2 separate regions of the Oryctolagus cuniculus genome follow, and region 1 is linked to region 2. The links are chromatin contacts, called in public Hi-C maps. All regions are on one chromosome and are shown on one strand. Each heading gives the region's core, a stretch centred on a gene start, on an enhancer-like site or on the middle of the called end of the contact. The rest is flanking DNA. Distances are from core to core; before and after follow the strand shown. Region 1 overlaps BACH2 (BTB domain and CNC homolog 2). Region 2 holds the start of BACH2 (BTB domain and CNC homolog 2).

Evidence for each region. A called contact is a pair of places that touch in the nucleus more often than the background predicts.
Region 1: a contact with region 2 is called in a Hi-C map of psoas muscle, with 5 times the contacts expected there. The contact joins the enhancer-like site here to the promoter of BACH2 in region 2. A contact is called at or near these places in 2 of 6 Hi-C or Micro-C datasets (psoas muscle and an unstated tissue).

The regions. Positions count from the first base shown.
Region 1 is chr5:82,555,686-82,560,195 of mOryCun1.1, reverse strand. All of the region lies in intron 4 of BACH2 (BTB domain and CNC homolog 2), which reads right to left. Among named protein-coding and RNA genes, the nearest start is that of GJA10, 110 kb to the left of the region's middle. Within about 2 kb of position 2,460, at least 1 of the 8 cell types and tissues checked has an H3K27ac peak or open chromatin away from gene starts, as enhancers often do.
Region 2 is chr5:82,211,232-82,215,512 of mOryCun1.1, reverse strand. BACH2 (BTB domain and CNC homolog 2) reads right to left here and starts at 1,423. Exons shown (of 7, transcript XM_070073780.1): 1 at 1,028-1,423.

The DNA.
Region 1 (4,510 bases), core at 1,211-3,710, 340 kb before region 2:
GGAGAGAACTCTCTTAAGACATCTTGGAAATGCAAAAGATTTCAGAGAAACCAAAGCCCCACTTAGCAACCCGAAGTGCTTTTGTTCTCGATTTAGACCTTGGGGGCAGCTTTCAGAGGGCCCCATGAAATATCTGATAGGTGAAACGTTTTCCTTCATTTGGTCTGTTTTTTCCATAGCACAGTCTATGTGTTTCGGGAGAAAAAGCAGGGTCAATTCAATTGATCACACGCTGTTCCAGTGACAGACACGCATCCATATGAAGCCTCCCTCCATCTCCCAGTTTTAACAACACGGAATCTAATTTAGAGCCACGGGAGTGAGGATATTAAGAGTTAACACTTGAACACCGTCCTTAATTCATCTTGTCATGCCTGAGTCTCACTTCTCCTGCAGCAAGCAGGATCACCCACTGTTCTGAGGCCGCTGGACGAGGATGCAGCCGGCTATCCCATTACGGCGCCACCACGGAGGGAATGAGCTTGGGTGCTCTTTGTATGTGAGACCTCGAAGCAGCATGGGCGAGCATAGAAGGCAGGCAAAAATCAGGAGAGTAAGAAAGCAGGCGCATCAGCCAGAGGCAAGTTCCTGCTTGCCTTCTGCCCTATCACCAGCACCTCACTATCGCCTGCCTCCGAGGGCACCTTCCAGGCAGGGCGCTGGCTGCTCTCATGACAGCAGCCAGGCTGTTAGCAGTCTCCGCTCCCAAACTTGAAAGACTGTCTGAGCCATGACGATCACAGCAGATAACATGCTCTACTCTCACGCTTTCTTGTGCAATTGTGCACATGTGGGCATGAATAGGGGGCTTCTCTTCCCCACCCCAGGACCCCCTGGGTGCGCTGATTTTAGGAATGGTTTGAATGGCTGCTCTTTCCACAACGTTAGAGGGCACATACCCACTGAAATGGGACACTCGCACTGCATTTCTTTATCACGGAGCACTGTTTTAATTTTTAACCTAACCCAGCAGGAAACCACAGTGTAGCCCTGATCAACCATGGAATGGATAAGATCTCTCTGACCATAGAGAAAGAGCCATGGTACTGTCTGTCACAGGGCAGTGACAGCCTTAAGCAGGGCATTATCTTGCTGGCTCTGGAGCAGGTGGAAATCACAGGTCAAACAGCAGAGAGTTCGTTCTTCAACTGACCCGGGCTTTTTGCTCCCTTATCTAGGACATCACCAGCAAGTGGTCTGCTATTCACAAATTCATTTTTCTTCATAGCTTCCTCGTCAGATTACCACCAGGTCCTGCCAGGAAGTAAAGCCCTTAATTTGTCATCTGCCTATAAAGTTTTAAAGTTATTCTTTTTTCCATCTGTGCGCTTTGCCAGAATTTTATCCTGCAGCGAGGAATTCCTATCTAAATTCTATCTGATCCCCTTGGTGCCCCCGCGCCTTCAGGACGCGTGGCCTTCAGGCCACCCACTCCATGCTTTCCGGCCTGCGTGCTCTTCCACGTGGCTGGCTCCTGGGCTCGGCATGAATCCAGATTTCCTTTTCTCTTTTAGAGAGAGCCCTTACTCTCCCATGCATTTCTCTCTCACTAAATAAAAAGCTTAAAGCTTAAAAAAAATCCTCTCTGTTGAGGTGCACCATTAGTTTCCTCCTTGCCCTATATAAATTACACCTCTCAAAGAGAAGACATTACACAATAAGTCTTTCTTGGATTTATTCAGAAAATAAATATATAGAGTTATTAGTACTTTTCAAATTAAAAAAATAATTGATTATATCTGAACCTAAAATCATGAGCAGGTCAGTTATCTTAATCCCAAAATGCACTATTGTGTTTTTTTTTTTTTTAATCACTGATGTGATAGATACGAAAGTCTGAGCTATTTGGATTTGCTGGCATGGATTAATAACTACCCATCTCAAATCATTAGTGATGCTGGTTCCAGTTCAATGATCGAACTGGGCAAGAAACCATTTCATCTTATTCTTTCCTTATGAAAGAGCTGTTGGCTTCATAATGCATTTCTTTTTAGAGAAAGGTCCTTTTGAAAGGGAGAATTCTAAAACCGGTGTTAAGAATCACTGGCGAAGAATAGAAATTCATTTTAAAGCAGTGTACCATGTATAAACGCTATCTTACAAACAGGATTATTTAATTTAAACCTTAGATCTGTCAAGCTCTATTACTTCCAATGGAGCCTGTCGCCTCTTGAGTTCATTATACACTGAGATTATTTTACAATCTATGTTAAGTCATTGCTGAGATACAAGGCGGTTGAAAAAAATTACACAGCAGTGTCAGTAAACACAGCAAAGTCACTGCAGTGTTCGGAGAGGCAAAAAGTCATCTTGCTAAATGAGGATCCAAGCTGTCCTGGACCAGGGCTGTTACTAATAAATAAAAGGCCTCTGGGAAAAGTGCTGAGCGTACGCTGGATCTATTTTCAGCTTGCATCAGCAGCTGCTGGCCCTGGGATCACATCCTTACGCATACTCTACACCATATGTAATCACTCCGGTGCTGCAACCAGTAAGATAATGAAAGAGCATGGCATAAATCTATACTTGAGTGGAATGCTAAATGAGAAAAATACTACAAAAAGGGGGGAAATAAACCACATTTTCAAGTCATTAGGAAGAAAGACTTTGACATATGAAGTGCTGCAACCATTAATAGCACTTATCATATAGAGTGGAGACAAAGAGACAAATTAATCAAACTGACAGAACTGGGACATTTTATGCTAATGCAGGCTCCTGGGTTTTCGTCCGTATTCCTCTGTGTCTGGAAAACTGATACCATTACAGGGCAGGAAATTGCATGAAGAACATGCAACAGATCATAAAAATTCACACACTGACTGCAGGAACACTGCCAAGAGCTCTGTAAAAACAAGGATGGAGACCTCAACAGCGAAACTACCAGCGAGTAATGAATGCAAATAAGTCCGGGAATATCTCCCATTCATGCATTGTAATGAACCATAGGCTTCTTGCTCGTAATCATAGTTGTGAGACTGCAGCCTAGAGAGCCAACTCCGCAGCTACCCCGAGAACGCTGCCCAGGCGCCGTTTTTTTTTTTTTTTTTTTTTCCCCATCAGCTGGGATGAGTGCTGCTCAGACCTAAATTTATGGACCGCATTGTGCGGGCTTTTTCAAAAAATGGCAAAATCAACATATACATGAACTTAAGACTTGAGGGGAGGAAGAAGAGAAATGAATTGATAATGCCAAGGAGCAAAATTTGCTAGGTCCATTTGTGTGACAATCCGAGACGGAGAGGTTTTTATAAAATATGTGCTCGCGGTCCCTGACTTCCAAACACCTCCCACTTTATGAATAAGCTGTACTTAAAGTGAATGGCAGGCAAGTCCCCATGAAAGCTCCTGGGAGCAACTAGCCTTTGTTCTCCAATCCCGAGCCCCTACGAGGCTGGTGGAGAGACATCTACTGGTTCATTTATAACAATCTAGAGAGCGAAATTGCTGCTGCCTTGAAAACTGTGTCCTTCCCCTCCCAGAAGCCTGTGTGTCCTTGTTACTGGGAGAAGATGGTTTCCTTAGCTGGAACTCCAAAGATATTTTCCCATAAAATAAAAATAATGTATGAATAGAAGTTGGGTGTGGCTGAAACCGTACAGCAGAACCAGAATCCAATGAGACCATCTCAGCCAGCATTCAGGGATGCAGGCTGGCCCCAAGTGATTCAGTTCCAAAGCTTCCTCCAGCTCATCTAATATACAGCACGCATTTTTATGCCTCAAGAACTTTGCTAAAGGAGGCCCTTCGTGTAGTGGACAAACATTAACCAATGGCTACCATACGGGCCTTGTATGATGGTCGATTAGCAGATGGAAAACAGCCCCCCCACCCCACACACAGAAATGAGGAGACAGACAAGCAATAATTCAAGTTCAATGCCATAACTGCTAGAATAGAAATCAGGAGATGTAACAGGTGTATAGCAGAAGCCACTAAGCCCCAGGCGGCCTGTTCACACCTCCTGAAATCCCGTATGAACCTCTTCTCCTCCCCTCTGTGAGGTCTTCCCTCGTTCTCTCATCAGAATTATCTGCTCCTCCTTTGTACTTTCATAGCCCTTCACTTATACGTAAGCTACACACTTAATTTTCTTTTCTCTCTATGTAATAATAAACATCTGTTCACTGAATACATTTTCCGAAGGAGCTATTCAGATAGGAGTTTGAGGGGTTGATTTAGGACACTAACCACTAGCCATAAGCCTGTTTCCAGAACAAAATACACTCTGGGTTCAAAGAACTAAGCAGACTAGCTAGACTTTCAGGGCTAACCCCTACTACCAGGTACAAAAGCTGAGTGGTAACCCTCTAGAGGGAGGAGGAAGGCCAGGTGTGGATTATTTATGCTGCTTTTTTATCCCTGAGAACCAAGACCTTGGGTGTAGCATTATCTGCCAGCACACCTGCAGAACCTGCTGCACCATGCAAAGATGTTAGTCTGACTTCCACTGCTGCTGCTTCTTTAAAAAAAAAAAAAAAAGTCTGGGGGCCGGCGCTGTGGTGTGGCA
Region 2 (4,281 bases), core at 174-2,673:
TCCAACTCGCCTGCAAGCGAGAGGGTGCGGGACAACCCGCGCGCCACAAGCCCCGAGGCAGACACGTGCGCCCGGCCCGGCCCGGCCCGGCCCGAGTTCTTGCAAATCCCCATCCAGATCGAGGCGGTCGAGATGCTAGTTGGAGTCCCCGGCTCGCGGGCAGCTGGGGTAGCCCGTGAGCGCCGCCCGCCGCCCTGTCCAGAGTGCCCGGCCGCACAGGCAGCTAGAACCGAGACCCACGGCGCGCCTCGATTTGGAGAGCCGGGGTCTCCCCGACCGACATTCCCAGGTGGAGCTCCGGGGCTGTGTGCGTGCGTTGCACGTAGGCTTCGTGCAGTACCCCGGGAGAGGGAGGTGCGAGGCTTCCCTGCAGGAGCCTCGAGCCCCAGGTTTAAGCTCCGCGGGACGCATTCCGACAACCCGGGAGGCAGAGATTCCACTCAGGTGTGCGCCGCGAAGCCCCCAACCTGCCCCTTTCCTGGGAGCCTAAACTTGGGCTTGGATCTCCCGCCAGCGGCTGCGGTCTGGGCCACCGGCAGCGGCTGACAGCTGAGCGCAAAGGAGCGGCGGCGCGGACCGGGAGGCGGCAGCCCGGCTGGGCGCGGGTCTCGCGGGCCGGGGGGCCGGGCGGCACAGGCTTGGCCCGGCCGGGGCAGGGCCGTGGGTCTGACAGCTGCGGCAGCTCCCGCGGCCGCGCGCTTCGCTCCACCCGCCCTCCCGCGCCTGACTTATTACCCTCTGCTCCTCCTCCCCCTGCTGTTCCAAAACACCCGTCGACGCGAGCAAAATACAATGCCGCCTCGCCCGCCGTAAACAGCCAGGCGGCAGAGCGCCCGTTCGCCGCGGCGCCCACCCGCTTCCCGTTCCTAGAAAATGCCATAAAAGCGGGAGGGCGCGGGGCGGGCGGCTGCGCGCGGGGCGCTGGGCAGGGCGGCCGCGGCTCCGCTTCCCCACGCCTCCCCGCCTGCCCCGCGCACCCGTTCCCCCTGCATGCTCGCCCGCCGCCCCGCCGGGGCCGGGGACTCACCTCGCCGGAGAACTTCGCGTCCTTTCCGCCTCCTCGTCCCCACGTCTGCCCGGCCCGAGCCCCGTCCCAGCAGCCGGCGCGGTGGGCGGTTCGGGGGGTCACCGAAGGCTCGCAGAGGGGACGCGCATCACATGGCAGCTCGTTCCCAGCCCCCGAGTGCGCCGGGAAGGGGGAGGGGAGGGGCGAGAAGCGGCCAGGGAGAGGGCGAGAGCGGGGCGGCGGCGGGAGCGGGCGGCGAGGGCGCGGCGGCGGGAGCGGGAGCGCTGGTGCGACCGCAGCCGGGCGTGCACGGCCGCTGCTGTGCTGTGCGGCGGCGGCGGCGGCGGCTGCTGCGGCGGCGGCGGCTCGGCGGTGTTTGCTCCGTGCCGCGCGGCTTGCGCTCTCCCTGGAACGCCCACACTCTCAATCGCTACATTGTTGACATTCGGCGCTGACGTCACCCGCTCCCCATTCACAATAACTTTACGGGAGCCGGGCAGCGCACCTCCCCGGCCGCTGGGGCGCCGTACGCCCGGCGACTAGCGTAAGCCGCTCCGCGAATGGCGCTCCGGGGGCGGGGGCGGGCGCGCGCTCCGCCGGCTCGCGGGAGGGGGCGCGCCGAGCTCCCCGCTTTGTGCGGCCGTGCGGCCCGCAGAGCCCTCTGCTCCCGGCGGGGCTGCCCGCTCGGCTGGCAGGGCCTTGCAAGAGCAGGGTTAGGGGTTTGGGCTTGGGGAGGCCAGGGCGGGAGAGGGGCCAGAGCCCAGGGCACTGCCTCCAGGCCCGGGAGCGAGACCTGAGACTGCTGGGCTGTGGTCTGCGCGTTTTTCCTGGACAAGCCCGAAAAGGTGCTCCACGCACCCCTCTCCCTCCCACTTCCCCCAGGGCTGACCGGACCCCTGCTTCTGCCTAGGGACAGGCCGACCGAGAGGAGCACCCGACCGAGGCTAACGTTTGGATCTTTTTCAGCAGCGCCTCGGCCTGCCCCATTCCAGGAACGTCTAAGCACCCCCGGCCAGGTTATGGAAAGAGCGCTCGCTCTGTGCGAAGCTCAATTCCAAGTCCAGCTCCCCAGCTCCAGCCACCTTGCCAGCCTGTCCCTGGAGGCTGCAGGGTGTTGCCCCTATGGCCATCGCGCGGCTGCCCCGTCAGGAGAAAGCTTGGTAGTTAGAGTTTTAAGAGAGTCGTTAGGGACCCAGGCTGGAGAGATAGGCTTGCAGTAAAATTAGGTTGGGTGAGTGCAGTGCTGCTGCCTGCAGCTTTACCCGTGGAGAGGCCAGGAAACTCTGCCACGTTTCCCTAAACACCTATAACTTGGCCCCTTGGGTAAGGGCACTATTCCGTATTATTGCATGTGGTGCTGATTTTTAATGAATATTATAAAACTTTGGCTCGCTCTACTGAGGGAAGGATCGTAAATCCCCCCTATAAAACAGGCACTGGCATATGCTGAGGAAGCAGGGGAGCCTCGCCCTGGGAGTCTCGTGATATCACCCGGAGTGTGGCTGCAGCCACCTTCGATTTGAGGGCAGAATTTTTAAAGGCCCCACTTGGAACGGCTGTGTGGAAAGCTAAGCCACGGCCAAAAGCAAGCTGAAGGCGCTAAGCTGATTTTTCTAACAGCGCTGGAAGACCTTGACATGTGGATCTGGGCCCGGCCTGGGACGTTTTCTTTGCTAACCCTTTTGGGTTTTAGATGAGAAAAACCCTTGGAGCTCAGAGTAGCCCTTGATCACTTGACTTTAGGTCCCAGTGCCCCTTTGCCCTGTTTCTGAGACCCCTGCTGACGACAGAATCCTGGTCCCTGATCTGCCCTACTCAGGCCATTTCTACCTAGTCTGGTGGATGGTTCCGCTTCTGCATTCCTTATCCCTGTTAAGAGTGTCTTGGTGAGATACCTTTATGCATTTTAGCAATGCCAGTCGGTGCTTTTCTGGAAAGATCCAGGATGAAGAACATGCCTATGAAGGTTAAATAAATTCACTTCTTTTCCAAGCAGGTCGTGGCTACCCCGCTGTGAGCAGAACTGGGCGCATCAGCATGGAGTTGCTGCTGCAGGCTGCTCTCGTCACCATCTCTGGTCCCAGGTGGATACAATGATGGCTACCAGGTCCTTCCCATTAGCCTACTTGCCTAAAGAGTGAGGCTGCAGCTTTTCTAGTGTGAAATGGGACAAGTAGAGATGAACAAAGCCTAATGCCACGGCTTGCATTATCAAGTCTTTCAAGGAGATGGAATTAGCACTAGCTAACCTCTAAGGTCGTATCCAGGTCTGCACTCACATATTTGGTGTCTGTGAACAAGACACAATCTGTGCCTTTGAGGAGCTTGAAGTCTAGCAGGGAGTTCATTATTCATTTTATGTTCAAGCACTGGAAGTGGGCTCTTTTGAGTTGAAGACTGAAAAGGATTTTCAGAATTGCATGAAATTTACAGGGCTGGGTTGTGGTGTACCAGGTCAAGTCATCACCTGCAAAGCCAGCAGCCGGCACTACTTCCAGTCGTGGCTGCTCTGCTGCTCATGACCTGGGAAAGCAGTGGAAGATGGCCCAAGTGCTTGGGCCCCTGCACCTGCCGGGGAGACCTGGAGGAAGTTCTTGGCTTGTGGCCATTGCAGCCACTTAGGGAGTGAACCAATAGATGGAAGATCTCTCTCTCTTTCTCTCTCTCTCCCCCTTCTCTGGCTGTAACTCTTTCAAACAAATACATAAATCTTTATTAAAAAAAAAAAAGAATTATATGACCTTCGGAATGGCAAGTCAAGTCCTGGATATTCCTTCAGCAGTACTGCTGCAGAGACTGGGCTGGGGACAGCCTCGGCACCTTTGGCAGGAGTGCTCGCTGGCTCTTTTCCACATTTAAATGTGCTTCCCTGGCCCTTGAGGTGTTCTCCATGGAAAGCAGATGCAGGTCCTTCCCTCTGCACACTCACAGCAGTAACTTGTCGAGAGGTCAGTTTATTTTCCATGCCTGCAACATTCAACCTTTTTCTTTCCTGCCACTTGTTCTGCATAACTACTTGTGTGGGTTGTTTTAGAATCATGAGTTCACCCGCGATACTTTTCTAAGCAAGAGAGGGTTTCCAGGGACAATAACCTGTGTACTCAGGCGTGGTTGAGGTGGGTCTAGTCTGCATTATGCTTAGGTCAGGGAAACTAATAAGCCTTAATTCTAGAAGTCTTGATTTACAAAATAAAACAGGAAAAAAATAAAATGTGCAAGGAAGACAGGAGAAAACGAGGGCCACTCTTGAGTCTGATTCTCTTGCTCCCTAGCAC